Linked DNA regions of Rattus norvegicus: region 2 is linked to region 1. The links are chromatin contacts, called in public Hi-C maps. All regions are on one chromosome and are shown on one strand. The core of a region is the stretch at or near the end of the contact, and the rest is flanking DNA. Distances in the headings are between cores, read along the strand shown.

Evidence for each region. Hi-C and Micro-C count contacts between places; a contact is called where the count stands out from the background.
Region 2: a Hi-C map of psoas muscle shows a contact between it and region 1, with 1.7 times the contacts expected there. The contact joins two enhancer-like sites. A contact is called at or near these places in 2 of 12 Hi-C or Micro-C datasets (liver and psoas muscle).

What each region holds. Positions count from the first base shown.
Region 1 is chr11:89,831,164-89,833,863 of GRCr8, forward strand. It overlaps a transcript of Lpp not described here. Among named protein-coding and RNA genes, the nearest start is that of Lpp, 27 kb to the left of the region's middle. Within about 2 kb of position 1,273, at least 30 of the 93 cell types and tissues checked have an H3K27ac peak or open chromatin away from gene starts, as enhancers often do.
Region 2 is chr11:89,958,713-89,961,412 of GRCr8, forward strand. No RefSeq gene overlaps it. Among named protein-coding and RNA genes, the nearest start is that of Lppos, 30 kb to the left of the region's middle. Within about 2 kb of position 1,254, at least 7 of the 93 cell types and tissues checked have an H3K27ac peak or open chromatin away from gene starts, as enhancers often do.

The DNA of each region.
Region 1 (2,700 bases), core at 23-2,522:
AGTGCTTGACAAATAACTAAGCTCTTATTACCCTGAGCCTGTCAATAGCATTTGTGATTTCTGCTGACTGACAGTGACTGCTGCAGTGCGAAGCCTAGGTTCAAATTCCCACAATTCCCTGCCACGAGTGAACCTGTACAAGTAGGCATAATCTTGTTCAGTTCGGTCTCCATAGCCTTAAAGTCACTATAAGACTCAAATGAAACCTTAGCTGGAAGAGTTCTCCAGAAATGTCTTTGCAGTGTAAGAATATGATGTGTGACCATAAGGGCAGACGAGCATAGTGCCACATGAACACAGCTGGAGAGGCATCAGCTGGTTGCCAAGGAGCTAAAACCCATGTCTACCTGCCACCTGCCTGGACAAATTCAGCCTGAGGTTTTCCGAAAAGCAGCTTAGACGCTGTGTTATTCATCTCAAAGGTGCTCCCGTGACAGAGGCTTTTGTCCCCAACACTGGGGCAAAGGTTTTGAGAGTGTCCCTGTCAGGTCACTGCAGTGTTATGAACAGCTATGAAGAACTAGCCAACAGTCCAGGAGTTGCCAAGATAGGCAAGTGCAGACTTAGGTGTGAAGGCCTGCTGAGACCTACTGAGAGAACAGTCTGGAGTAGGCAAACAAGGCCCATGCTAAGTCCAGGTGGGGCCCATCTGCACAGATGCCAAGTTCTCAGGCTCGGGAGATGGACAGAGACAAAAGACTTAAAGAAGGCAGGGCACAGTCACTAGGTTTCCACATGAAGCATTTGACACGGTGGTTTCTACAAGTGGGTCCCATGGAGACGAACCAATGTGAACAGCTGACTTGGCCCCGGGTAGAAGTCAACGAGATTTTTGTTAAGAGTTTTTTTAAAAATGGATCCCAGTGAGAAAAACATAGAAAACACTGAGGCTAAAGGATTTATCAGCCCCATCACAACCAATCAAAACCTTCAGCCCATGCAGTGTTGCTCAGGAATAGGCCTTCTGCCTCTCGGCAGGACCCTGAAGGAAGGGAATGAACTGTGTGAGGAGCTTTGTGGAATAGCAGGGGAAATGTCTCCTGGGTAACAACAGTGTGCTCTTCATCCCTCTTTCTATATACCAAGTGGACAATATGAGCTCTAAACTACTGTGACCAAAGGCCAGCCAGGACCTTGAACCTTCCCGGTGACAGCAATAGAAAGTGCTAAATACGTGAGTCAGAAAATATTTCTGGACGCACTACTCAGTTGGGGTGCATGGAGCGCCGCCCGCATGGCGGCCACTGGAGCTGTCCTGACTTTCAAAGCACGCAGAGGCCTGGGTTTTCAAAAGGACGAGAGAGCCAGATAAATAAATAAACAGAGATCTCCCAGTGACTCATGGAAGCTATTAGTGAGAAAGCTATGCTCACAATAAAAACTTGATTCTCCCTCCTCCCGCCTTCCGCCTCCCTGCCCAGAAGACACAAGCAGAAGAGGAAAAGAGGGTTCCAGGGACAGGTGCCTGCGGCCTGCCCTATGGGAGTAGGCTGTTCTCTCTCTGTCACCGGAGAGGGCTTTGATGGGGGAGTCGTTGTTCCAGATCCTTTGAGACTTTAATAAATGAGGAAGAGAGATAGCTCTCCTATCCCCACCCTGGTTTTATATCTGGTCCCAGACCCATTTGCTAGTAAGAAGTTTGTTGCACAACCACGGGAAGCAGGCATCACAGCACAGCCATTCCATCTACAAAACGTATCATCTGCCTGTGAGGCAGGAAGCCCAGTTGGAAAAAGCAAGTTCTGTGCGTTCAGCTAGAAAGCACCTTCTTGTGCTCGCTGTCAAAATAATTCTGTATTGAACTTCTGGGATATGTGACTAATGCGCTTGGAACCCTTTCGAGCGACTGGTTTATTTATTTAAAGGAGTGGAGGGCTGTGGCTGCAGCTGCTGGGGGTGGCTGGTGACAGAAAGGAGGAGGGAGAGGGAGGGAGGGAGGGAGGACAACTGCAAGGGCTTGCACTGGGTCAGCTCTGAGGTCACACTGCAGTGCCAGAGGCCTTGCTGCCACACTTCATTATAGGAGCATGGGAAGGAGCTGAGGCAGGCAAGAGGAGGGAGGAAAGGCCTATAAAGTCAGGCAGGCACATTGCCCAGAGGTACAGTTGCCTAACAGTTCCTAAAAAGACTGAAATACAAAATACCAAAAAAAAGTAAAAGCAAAACACAACAAACACCACGCACACCAGAGTCATCTTGCAGCAGCCTTTCTCCAAAATCTCACTGTAGCAGCTCCCACAACTCACTGAGGGGAAGTACCCAATCCTGTAGGAAGGCCTTGGAGAATCTGTTGACTGGAGGCAAATGCCTCACCTCCATGAGCATTCCATCCTGCCAGTCCCAAATTCCTCCCCACATCTTCATACCTCTTCCATACCTTTTCCCTTAGAAATTTCTCTTTCCTTTACCAAAGTACCAGACCACTCTGTAAAGCCCTGCACAGAGCTCCTGGACCTGCCACAGCACTGCCGACTCCCAGCCTCCACAGATGCTCAACTGTACAGCACACCTTCCCCTGGCCACTCCCGAGCTTCCCCAGAAGCCAGTCTCCACAGCACGAGGTCCTCACTATGGGCATCCCCAAAAGTTCCCTCAAGGCCTGCATCGCATCCACATGCAATCAGCAAACACAGACCCACAGGTGAATTTCCCTTTCATGTGCTCCTGGGCACATCTTCAGCAGTTAATGTAAGCAACACA
Region 2 (2,700 bases), core at 4-2,503, 130 kb after region 1:
TTTCCCCCATAGAACTAAGAAAAATTAACTTGTGAAAGAAAACTTTAACAGCATTCACAAGGCCTGGTTCACCACCAACTCTTCTCTCCACCGTCTTATCCTTCAGGAGATTCCCTAGAAAAATCATGTTTATCAAGGACACAGGTGAAGCCAAGCCAAGTGATGTACTTGGATTGCCAGTGCGGGCGGGAGGAGCCCACTTCTTGACTGATAAGAACCACTGAAAAGGCTTGTTTGGGATACAGGCTCTTAGCCCCACCCTAGAGTAAATGACTCAAAATCTCGAGAATGAGACATGGGGAAAACATTCATACTAAAAAAAAAAAAGTTTTCCAAGATGGTTCTGGCATGAAGCCAAGCATGGCAAGCACTGGTTTTGGTGACCGAATCATAGCCAGAAGCATCTGAGCAGGGTCAAGGGAACAAAAGAAGACGGCAGAAACAAAGGTAACTGCCTCAACCAATCGACAACAACGACAGGGATGGGGGGGGGGGGGGAAACGGAGTCCGCCAGCCTCGGCAGTGTGTATGGGTCTCAGTATGAACCAGGTCTTCACCACCATGTGGCTTCCAGAGCAAGAGAGAGCTGCCTTCCTTATTCTGCCTCCCCAGGAGACAGCCAGTATATGATCTGACTTAATCTATCAGTTTTTATTTGTAGTAGTAGTATCAGATATCAGCAGTAGTAGCAAAATGATTTTTTTGTACAGTCTAACATTTGTATGTTTTCTCCGTACTTTTGACAGCTCACTCACCCTAAATAAAAGCTCTTGTGATCTGCATAGGGAATGCCTCTTGCCGTTGCGTGCACACTCATGTGGGATCTGTCTCTCCCTTAAGTCTCACAGCCTGCTTGACAGTTTGGAGAACTTATAGTGAGAGAGTTGAAAACCATCTCACCAGCATCGCGAGTATTCTTTAACCTGAAACAGCCCCAATGGCTCTATCTCTCATTGCCAAAGGCCTGGTGTGTCTCGGAGAGAAGGGGAGAGTTGTTGAGCAAGGCTGCAGAGACCAGTGGTAAAGGTTACGGAGAGGCAGACCTTTCGATGCCACTAACCTAAGACATTTCTTTAAAGATAGAACTCTTCCGGGAAGTCTGGGAACCTGCTGAGTAGGAATGTTAAGACTATCTTCTGTGGGTGACCTCAGAGGTCCCAGCAGGAACTGAGCCATTGTGAAGGTTGGCCTGTGCAATGCTGTGCTATGTATGGCAGGTGGAGCAGGCAGGTGTGTGGACAAGGATGGATGTCTGAGGCTTGGAAAGCTCCCTGTCTCTACCCAGACTGCCCACAGCTTTAATCTTGTCCTTCTGACCTTTACTGAGAACTCTTACTTCACCCTGAGCTAGGGCAATTCGAGCAATTCAATATCCTTTCTGCTTTGAAGAATCGGTCACCTTTGGCACTGCTTCCATGAGCCCGGATTAAGTCATGTAACCTCAGATACCCTGGGACTACTTAGGGCATTTGGCCCACATGGCAAACTGATAGCAAAAAAAACAGTGACCTGGGGGTTGGGGATTTAGCTCAGTGGTAGAGCGCTTGCCTAGCAAGCGCAAGGCCCTGGGTTCGGTCCCCAGCTCCGAAAAAAAAAAAAAAAAGAAACAGTGACCTGTGTAATTTTAATTGTAAATATTAAATACTGGAGTTGAACAAGAGTCTCGGGCCATCTTCTATCTCTCCTTGCTCCCTCATTTCTCATTTGCCTAAGGTCATGGTGAGGGATGCCATGTGGAGCCTGCCTTCTCGGTGTGATGTCCTGTGGGTTATATATTTTACCTCCTGCTTCCCACAGAAGTCTGTTTCTCAAGGGAAAGGACTTACTGTCTTGGGGGCTAGAGAGGATAAAGCTGAGCTCCCAGAGTGTCGCTGCTGCCACCTTGCAGTACCACCCACCTCCTGAGAGCCTTGCCCTCAGGATCACAAACAGCTCTGCTGCAGCCTTGTGTGACAGGAACTGTAAGCTGACAATGTAGCCGTGACTGAGGTTTAGAGGAACGCACAAAACCCCATCCAGGGCAGCTAGCTGCTACCCTCTTTGCCCATTGCTTTCATGTGTGCAGTGTGTGCTCAAAACCAGAGTTGGCCTTATGGCTGGAAAGTAGACTTTAGGGTAGAATAAAATTTCTCTCTCTCTCTCTCTCTCTCTCTCTCTCTCTCTCTCTCTCTCTGTCTCTGTCTGACTCTGTCTCTGTCTGACTCTGTCTCTGTCTGACTCTGTCTCTCTTTCTCTGTCTGTCTCTGTTTCTGTCTCTCTGTTCTGTGTGAGTGTCTGTCTGTCTGTCTCTCTGTCTCTCTCTATCTGTCTGTCTGTCTGTGTATCTGGGTCATAGGACATCAAGTATCCTGTTTGACCACTTTCTGCTTTATTTCCTTAAGAGAGGATCTCTCACTGAATGTAGAGTTGGACTGGCAGTCAGCAAACCTCAGAAGTCCTCCTGTATCCACCCCATAGGGTGCTTAGGTTTTAGGGCACACCTAGGGGTGCTCTGCATTCGAACTCAGTTCCTCACGTTTGTACAAGTGTTCTTACCTGCTGAGCCATCACTCCGGTGGAGGTGGAGATTTGTTATTTAAAATGACACAAAACAATAAGCACGAATTGGTAGTTTTCTCCCCATCCCGCATCCCCCATTGCCTTCCTCTCTATCCTCCTGAGTCTCTCCACTCAAGACTGCAGGAGTTCATTGACTGAAGA